Regions from separate parts of the Zea mays genome. Here region 1 is linked to region 2. A link is a contact called in public Hi-C data. All regions are on one chromosome and are shown on one strand. Each heading gives the region's core, a stretch centred on a gene start, on an enhancer-like site or on the middle of the called end of the contact. The rest is flanking DNA. Distances are from core to core; before and after follow the strand shown.

Region 1 (5,056 bases), core at 2,140-4,639, 420 kb after region 2:
AGATTCGAATTCGACACCAAAGTTAGCTGTTCTGTGAAAACTATGAATACCATCTGTTCAATGATTGGCCCAGCATCAAGTTCTGGAGTAACGAAATGGCTAGTTGCCCCGATTAACTTCACCCCAGCACTGAAGGCCTGAAAAAGTGGTAAGCCTCTTGTTCAATCATATTTTTTTAAAAGAAAAAAGAAAAAAGAAAGAAAGAAAGTAGATACCATACAAAATTGCGATACCTGTCTTGAAGGATTCCCTCCCTTAAATGAGGGAAGAAGGCCATGATGAATATTGATAATGTCTTTACCATATGCTTTTAACAGGTTTTCTGAGAGTATCTGTCCCAAACACAAACAGCGAGATTTAAAAACACCAAGAAGATCATTCACCCTGAACTAGGGATAGTAAATAAAATACTTAGAAGAAGAAAAAGGAAAAGATATATTTACCTGCATGTATCTTGCCAGCACAACAAAATCTGTACCCTGGATCAATTCCAAGATCTCTTTCTCTCTTTTGTTGGCAGGTGCGGTGGGTAAGTAGTGGTATGGGATTCCATGCCTCTGGAGAAAACGCCGTACATGATTATCTTGTGGTCTATCATGGTTGCTGTATACAGTGTATATATATGTGATGTGAATGAGAGGTGTTTGCTAGAGGAAAGGAGGCTGACATAACAAACATGGATTACCTAATGACACAATTAATGTGTACTGGAAGCCTGCCTTCTTGCCATCTATAGAGCAAATCGAACAAGCAGTGGTCCTAGAAGAGGAACGGTATTGGTACATACATAGTGACTAGATAGAAATAGGAGAATGGCAACCAGAGTTATTATTATTAGGATTAAGCAAGTAACCTACCTGCTTTGATGCGAGGATGGAGATGTTGTATTTGGGGTCAAGATCGGGAACTCGTACGGTGGAGGTTTGCGCATTGAAGCAGCGGGAGAGATTGAGGAAATCCTTGTGGAGCTCATGACGCGGCCAGAGCCTTGGATTGTAGGTAAACTCACTGCCAAACAAACCGCCAAGGAAGGGATTATTTCTTCATTCCAGTCGACGCTGCGCTGGGCACATACCTGCGGGAGTAGAAGACGGGTTTGTCGTCGGGGACGAAGACGTCGACGCTGTGGATGTTGCCACCGCGGGAGGCGATGCATTCCGAGAGCTTGGCGACGATGCCAACGGCGTCCTGGGTTTTGGGAGTCAGTGAGTCGGGAACGCGGGGCGTACCTGCCCTGCGTAACAAGCAAGCAGGCAGAGCCGCAGAGGGAGGGAGAGGTACGCACGGGGCACCGGAAGAGATGGATGCCGAGGAGGTTGCCCGCAGGTACGGCGGCGGAGAGCGGCCGGCGCGCCAACGACACCATCGCATTGGATGGACGGACGGATGAGTGGGTGGGTACCTCTGACTCAGACTCAGACTGGGTGGGGGCGGTTGGTGGATGATATGGATTCCCAATCCCATTCCTTGGTAAACTACTACACCTGCTACTTGAATATGCAGAGATTCCTTCAGTTTTTTTCCCGCGTTTTAAACTGCTACACCTGCTGCTGGTGGTGAACATGATACCAGGCCAGATTGGTGAGTGGGTTAGGGGTGTTTGGTTATAGGCCCTGTTTGGCACAGCTGCTGCTTGTTGAAAAAGCAGCTTATCTGATAAACTGGTGAAAAGCAGCTTCTGCTTGTTGGCTGCTTTTAGTGTATTCTGAGAAGCAACTGAACTAATAAGCTGCTGGAGAAGCTAGCTGTTTGGCAGAACTTCTGCTTAAATTTGTGAAGAAGCTGAAAATAAGCTGTGCCAAACAGGGCCATAGAGATAAAGTTTAGCTCGTGTCATATCGAATGTCAGATTCGTGGATAGATGGTACCTAAACGAAGGGGGTAAGATCATTATCGATCCGGATTAAAAGCATGTTTGGTTCTCTGCCTAACTTGCCACACTTTGCCTAACTTTTCTGTCTAAAATTAGTTCTTCAATTTGAACGACTAACCTTAGACAAAGCGTGCGCAGTTAGCCACGAACCAAACAGGCCCTATATGTTCTTCTTTCTCCTTCTGACCGCGAAAGATTGAAAGAAAAATTGGGCGTGGGCCGTAACGTAGTACAGTATTATTATTTGGGATAATAAAAATGGACAGTTGCCACACCACCACATTTTGTTGTTGAAAGATCAATAACTAACTAACTATAGAGGAATGACCAGAAGTTGTGATCGTCATCTGATGCTGCTAGTGCTATCCTCACTCGGACTCCGACCCTATTATCTATAGAGGAATGACCTCCACATCATCGTGTTCACTCTTCTCTGCTCCCTTCTCCTCCACCTCCTCCAGCATGCTCATCTCTTGCACCGGAGGCGGGTTCACAACCGTCATGGGCACTGCGTTGTTCTCTGCAAGCCGTCCCGTCCTCTCGCGATGCTCCTGGCAGTTGGCACACCAGTGCAAGCAGCAGTGGACCATGCATGGGTCACACGGAGAGTTCTGGCCAAACAAGAGTTAGCTCGCTCTTAATTAACAGTAGTGGAAAGAGAGGAGAGTTGAGTTGAGTTGAATTGGCCACCTTGAGATGATATTTCCTCTGAAGCCCCTGGCGGAAGATGCCAGTGTAGGTAGCACATAACCACCAGCTGAACACCAGACCTTCTCCAATCAGGAATGACGTCCTCGGATCAACACCGTGAAATATCGCCGTCAGAATCGCCAGCGTGATCCCTCCTTCAACGAATACAGCATGGCACACGCAAGGAGTTGTCCAAGGGATGTCCTCCCTAACAGCCTCAACGTTGCGCCCAAACAGCACGCAGGGGCAAAACAATCCAGTTCGGCCTAGTGATTCCATACAGATATTGACAGGGAGATCATACAAGTGCTAAGCAAAGCAAACATTTGATCAGGCATTTTGGACTGAATGAATATTTTGAATCAGCATGTGTTGTCGCTAACAGAATCAGCAGACCACCATGCCCAAGTTCCAATCCAAAAGAGAGACTAGATTACATACAGGTCTCTGGGTCATCGGTGCATCCGAAGATCCCGGTGGTCCAGGGCTCGTCGGCGGGCGGCTCGTAGCTCTCGGGCAGGACCTGACCGCACTCGCTACACCTCCGGCCTTCGAGCTGCTGTCGGGCAGGGGAGTAGGGATGAGATCCAGATCCATCGGACTCAAAGGACGAGGGATACATACCCTACCCTAATGAAGAAAGAGAGCGAGACCTGCGGGACGTGAACTGGCTGGTTGAGCTCGCCGGGGCGGATGTCCTCGGCGGGGGCGTCCTGGTCCTTGGTGAGCTTGACGTAGCGTGACGGGTGGCTGCTCGTAGCATCCTCCGCCATGGTGGCCTGGGCGGATCGGAGAATGAGATCTCTCTGCTCCCCTCTGCTGCCGACCCCGGCCTTGCCTCCGTCTGACTCCTCTCATCGATCGGGCCGGAGCTTACATGAAGCACGCCGGGCCCTGATCAGGCCCAAGTTAAACATCCTCCTCGGCTCTTTTGTTTGGTGCTTATACTTGACCTAACTTTTTTAACTAAAGTTATAAAGTATTTGGTTTGATAAATAACCTAGTCTATTATCTTCTCACTCCTTACTTCTTTTTATTTGATTTATGGAATACAATAAGATGATTTATCAACACCTCATAATTAGTTTGTATTAATATGATAAATAGAATCCCACCAAATTTATGAGAAATGAGCTCATGATGCACCACTTCATCCTCAAACAAATATCCACCTAGTTTTTTAATTCGGACGATTAATTTTAGACAAAATATAACACAATTAGCCGTAAACCAAATAAGCCAGGTGGAGCCAGAACGGCAACGAGCGGACACCCTCGCCGACACCTGCGCCATAGGCATGCCTGTTAGGTTCAGCTTTTCTGAGAATCTGGCTGTGTAGAGAATCTGAGTTTCATTAGGATTACGTGCGGAGAAAGATAAAGATGTCTATAAGGCTCAGAATCTAAAAAATGACAGGTTCCTACTATTGCAACGACTCAATCGATTATGTATTTATATTGATTTTAAATGATTTTTACTTAAACGAATTTTATAGAAGCTGGCTGAAAAACTGAGCGTTTAGCAGTCTGCAGCAGCTTTTGGTTGCCAGAAGCTGCAAAAGGATGAAACAAACAAGGGTGATCTATGCCTTTATCAGCAGCTTCGGCTCGGGGCAGCTGAACCTCGCGGGCCACTGCGACCCCTACGCCAATAAGGCTGCCTCCAGCAAGGGTCTGTATACGATCCTGAACTCTAAATATAGAGATTTAGAGGATTCTTTTTGTGTCCAGCAGCAGCCTGTAAAGCGTGCTCTAAAATAGAGGAGCATTCGAGCACATCCGCTATCCCTGGAGTTCTTCTGCTGGTCCGCTATCAGGCGCTAGCAGTAGCTTGACCGTCCAAAAACAGTTGCCAGTCGTACGATCCGTACATTAGCAGGGGTAAGAGCAATAATGTTTGCTACAAAAATATTCTATTTATATAGTTGGTATGTTATAGAGGATGGACTTTAGAGTACGTTGTTGGAGACGGTGAAGATATAGAGGACGGAATATTTTAGAGAGAACTGTAAAGAACATAGAATATTCCTTTAGAGGATGAAATTTAGAGAACGTTGCTGGAGACAGCCTAACAACACCACCAAGTACGGAGGACTCATGCTGTGGTCCAAGTTGTACGATGACAACAACCTGATCTCTCATCTAATCTGGTAAGATTTTTTCGCTACGCATCATATATGTTAAGAAGAAGAAAAAGAGGTCTAAAATAGACCAAATCAAAAAACAAAAATCAAGCAATATAAATGCCACATAGATTTTCATCAAAAGAGACTGCAGATGCAAACAACACTTGTACATACATACACCTCTTAGCTAAATGTACTAAAACCTAATTCATTTGGCTCCCTCATCTATTCATAGGCGTTTTGGTCCCAGAGAGAAGGGGCAGTAAAAGAAAAAGAAAAGACAAATTGTTGCAGCTAGCTACACATAATCCCAGATTCTTCTGATGTAGTGGGTTTTTACAGAGACATCCCTACGCTTGGGTCGAATC
Region 2 (4,672 bases), core at 1,383-3,882:
GCTGAGAGCGGTTCCCCAAAAGCTAACTGGTTGTAGATCCAGGGTGACACCTAAACAGGAAGAGGCGGCGACGAATACAAAGGTCGTCGTCGGCCGGGCAGCGGCAACTGAGAAGGTAAAAAGGGCTTTTGACGTATGGCTCTGTGTGTCCATGACCGTGATGGTGATGCATTGCATGCAGGTGGTGATATTCATCGACGACGACTCCGACGATGGCGGCAGCGAGGCCCTTGCTTCCTGCGTGATCCTGAGGCCGGCGCCCCTGGGGTCAGGTAGGTAAAACGCCACTAGGGAGCGAGCATTTCAGAATTGTGGCCTTTGAGGTGAACAGCAAAGGGCGTGGGCTTTTATTTGTGCAAGCAGGTGCAGGTGAGTGCGACCTGGTGAAGGTGGGCGCGGAGGAGAGCCAGGAGATCCTGAGGAGGGCCAGGAAGCGGAGGAGAAGAGAAATGCAGGCCATTGTGGCCTGCATGCCGCCTGAGCTTGGGTACTAGTAGCTAGCTACTTCTCATATCAATATATCATGGATGGATGGATGCAGTTCCTAATCGAGAAAAAGGGATAGTTAGTTGTGTGGTTTTGTTGTTGCGATGGAATGAATCGAGCAGCATGGATGGATTGGTTGATTATTATATCATCTATAATAGGGGTAAGGTGATTGTGGGTGGTGGTGGATCTGGCAATCTGCTGGGCTGGCAAAAAATTAGTGGGAAAAAGTGGGCCTGCACTGCATTTGCCTGACACCGCACGTACGGTACTCATGATCCATCGCAATCGTGGTGTTTTGTTTAGCTGAATAATAACAACGGTGGTGTTTTAATTAGCTGAGTAGCAGCTGGGAGTTGGTAACCAATCCGAGGTTACACAGATGCGCGACATATGAATCCTTTCCTTTGCACAAGGAAAAAGGAATATTATTTACTCTCCATGGTGTAGCGCAGTGCCGTGCCCGTGGAGTGTTGGGGGTGTTGCTGCCAGCCCAGCCAACACAAGAGTCCAGCTGAGGCAAGAGAGAGAGAGAGACGTATGTGGATAGCGCAGGCCGGAGGCAAAATTACTACTGCCAAAAAGGCTGGCTGGCTGGCTGGATGGCTGGATGGATCTCTGCCTGCCCCCTCTCGCCTTTTCGCTCTGCAGTGTGCAGTGCAGGTGGGGAAAAAAGCTAAGGTAGCGTAGCGTGCGTTTTGCTTGTGCATGGCATGTGCTCCGATCCTCCTCCTCCGACCTCCCGGCCCATTCTTTCTCCCTTCTTCTTGAGGGGGCACCCTCCGTCCTTTCCTCTTCTTCTTCCTTCAGAAATCGCAAGAAAATGGGGAAGAGAAGCCAGAAGCGCCTTATTCGACGCCACCAGGACGGCAGCATAGGCTGCATGGCAGGCCTCATCCGCATGTTCTATTCCCGCCATGACGCCAATAAGCTCCTGTTGGACAGGAAGCAGCCAGGGAGTAGAAGGCACAGTTTCAGTGCCTTTTCTGGTAAGTGTTTCTCTCAAGTACTATTGCTCAACAAATAATCTTGAGTTTGTACTTATGCACCCCAGAATGGTTGCAGGACGAAGGGGCCACTCAAGAAAGAATTCCAAGGACTTGGACGAAATAGATGAATACGGCGATTATGTAAGTTCTCTTCATACACGATGGCCAGTGTGTTCTTCAATCTCCAGATCAGTAAACAAGTTTAGCTGAACAATACAACAGTCTGTTGAATGGTTGTCCTTCTTCAGGCATGCGTGTACTTCAATATCTCCCACAGATACGGTTCTAGTTAACAATATACAAGGGCTTAGGGGTACCCCATCGATTGCATACTTTGCATGTATATTAGCATTCAAATGGGAATTGTTTATTTTAGTTTTTTTTCTAAACGTAATAGCAGGAGCTCTGCCTTTCAATTAAAAAGAACGGAATTGATCTAGTTTTAAAGAAAATCGGGTCTAAAACCTACACAGAGTGCACAAACAACTCACACAACGGTAGCCCTCCACACAAAACTCGTTCAGATTCATCGTTGTCGAGCTCAACGTAAAGGATGAGCAGCTCTGACTTCACTAGACAGGCCGCACATGGCTAAAGGAACTTAACGACTCCTACACCCAAACATCGACGCAAAAGGATGCCAAGCCTCAATACACTCCACGCAAGGCAGCTCCGGTTCTTCACCAACAAGTTTGCTTCTCCGCCTCGCTCCCGGCAATTGCCCAACCTACGAAACAATCCAATCCTTGATAAGAGGGTTTAGTCTCATATCATTGTTGTCGAGCCACATCCTCTGATGCAGCAGTTTCAGCTTTATGTTGCAAAACCCTACCTCCATCCGCATACCAGATGTCGAGAAGTGAAAGCAACAATCCAAGACGACATTGTGGCCAAGACAAACTTTAACAGCGGCGTCTTTAAAAAGGGAGTGACGTGTAGAACGTCACCGTCGTCCCTTGTTCGGGATAGATCGGATTTTTATCTATAGAAGACAATGTTAAGAATGCGACACTCCCGACGGGGGAAGTGGCATCCACAACCACAAGCGTCACCATTGCTGCGATGGCTTTTGGCCAAGAAGTCTCTCAGCCCATCGCCAGGCCAAACGAGAGGAGAGCCCCGCCGCAAGCATCTCGACCATAGTGCAGCCCTGCCAACGCACCTCATCGGGCCACTGGACGTCTCTCTCTCAAACTTTGTGGCCTCGCAACGCCCACGTAGGCACCACCCCTCCTCTCCGCAGGAACCACCATCACCAAGGCGTAGATCCAGCGAGAGGGCCCAAAACCAGGCTGACGGCCCCAAAACCGCCGGACCCCGGTGAGGCCAGGGAGGAGACGCGGTTGTGGGCGGGAGGGGAGAACAGAGCAACTCCCTACCGACGCCAACCACGCGCCCCTAGCGCTGTCGGCCACAGAGCTGAGTAGGGCCGCCTCGCCCTCACACCCGCTCGCGCCCACTAGGATACGGTGCCCGAAATGCCGGTGGAATGCCACAGGCACCGGCTCCAACACGGTCGCCGGCACAGCCAGCAGCGCCCGGCCGGCAGCGGGCCTGAGCGCCTCCGTCACCGTTCCGGGGCCCGCGCGCACCCTCCGGCAGCGGCGAGACGGAGGGAAGAAGGGAGAGAGAGGCGGCGGCGACGGCTAGGGTTACGCCCGCCGAAGTTGCCCACGCGGGAGGCTCTTCAAGCTTATGTTCTATGTATGCATTATCTCATTCTTTCTTTTTTTTTTTCCTGCGTGCACATGTTACAGCGTATATTCTGAGAATTTGCATATCCTATATATATGTTTCTCAGAACATGGAGGAACCCAGTTCCAGCAAACCAACAGTCAAAAGACTTATGGAGGACGAGCTACGAAAGCTAAAACAGCTGAAGCTTCCAAATGATGAGGTTGAGAGAATATTAGCTGACCTGGGACATGGTGCCTGCCTGGACAAAAGTTCAGCCCAAAACAGCAAAGCGAAGAAGGGAGACCAAAATCACATCAGAGGTATCACCACCACGGCTGCTCCATCTGGATCTTTGGATCCCACTGCTTCCAACTGCATAAAAGAAGCAGAAGAAAATGAGCTTGAATTTGCCTTGGCAGATTTCTTAGGACGGATCCATAGAAATTGCAACAATAATGGGGAGTTATGTACGGAGATGAAAGCCCTAATCCAAACAAAGATTGCAGAGCTAGATAATCCTCCGTGCACATTTGCTTATGAGCAGCAAACTTCACGGGGTGACGAATATGATACTGCTGGTGGCAAACATCGATGTAGCAGTAGTAAAACTCAGCCCAAAAAATTCAGAGATGCGCTGGAGATGCTAAGCTCAGACACCGAACTTTTCTTTCAGAAGTCAAATTCACGTATTTTGGAGAGCGCCCAAAGAAACCAAAACAGACTGATAGGGAACAATCTAGAGCCCACAAAAATAGCAGATAATACCGACTCCAACAAAGATCCAAAGAGTCTGAACCAGCATGAGTTGGCCACCAGGAGATATGGTAAAGAGAGCAGGAATATCTTTTTCTGGAAGAAGGAAAGATCCTCACCAAGGCAGACTGCACAAGGAACCAGTAGTTCTCAGCCAGTTAACAAAATAGTTATACTGAAGCCAAATCCAAGGAGAGAGATCGGCCATGCTGTGGCTGTTAGTTCAACCCAAGCTCCAAAACTAGGTGCAACCGAGAGCTCAAAATTTTCAATTAAGGAGGTCAGAAGGAGATTCAGAATCGTGACTAGTGAAGCTACAAAAGGAATACCCTCAGTGTCTGAAGATAACCTCCAAAAAGGTCAGCATTGGCTCAACAGTTCAGCTTTCACAATAATAAAAGATACCAGACAGCTCGCTGAACAGACCTCAGAAGGGAAATTCTCATCTTCAGTTATGAAGGATTTTAGATCATCAAACAGCGGTAGGCAAAAGAAAAGAAAAAATGATGGGCCAACCGAAAAAAACAGTAGCATAATTACGTCATCCAAGGATGAATCTGTCTTCTATGACGAGGCCAGGAAACATCTAACAGAGATTCTCAAGGACAAAAGACAAACAACCAAGCAGCACCCGACACTTGAGATCTCAAGGTCCTTGGTGAGGATGCTTTCCTTCCCTCAGTCCAGCACATCATCACCTAGGAGTAGCCCTAGGGCAAAAGACTGCATTTACCTCTCACCTGAAGAGGCAAGCATTCGTGCCATAT

Evidence for each region. Hi-C and Micro-C count contacts between places; a contact is called where the count stands out from the background.
Region 1: a contact with region 2 is called in a Hi-C map of tassel, with 2.0 times the contacts expected there. The contact joins the promoter of CNR6 here to the promoter of LOC100384533 in region 2. A contact is called at or near these places in 2 of 25 Hi-C or Micro-C datasets (endosperm and tassel).

What each region holds. Positions count from the first base shown.
Region 1 is chr9:161,759,197-161,764,252 of Zm-B73-REFERENCE-NAM-5.0, forward strand. CNR6 (Cell number regulator 6) reads right to left here and starts at 3,390. Exons shown (of 4, transcript NM_001153371.1): 1 at 3,217-3,390; 2 at 3,005-3,119; 3 at 2,564-2,829; 4 at 2,096-2,484. The coding sequence starts at 3,336. The coding sequence ends at 2,266. It overlaps LOC100286111 (formyltetrahydrofolate deformylase), which reads right to left and starts at 1,388. Exons shown (of 8, transcript NM_001158999.1): 1 at 1,286-1,388; 2 at 1,076-1,188; 3 at 858-1,008; 4 at 686-759; 5 at 444-603; 6 at 234-332; 7 at 51-137. The coding sequence starts at 1,366. It overlaps LOC103639629 (probable helicase CHR10), which reads right to left. Exons shown (of 18, transcript XM_020544007.3): 18 at 4,782-5,056. The coding sequence ends at 5,039.
Region 2 is chr9:161,342,916-161,347,587 of Zm-B73-REFERENCE-NAM-5.0, forward strand. It overlaps LOC100384533, which reads left to right and starts at 2,633. Exons shown (of 5, transcript NM_001177051.1): 1 at 2,633-3,179; 2 at 3,277-4,672. The coding sequence starts at 3,171. It also overlaps a transcript of LOC100192912 not described here.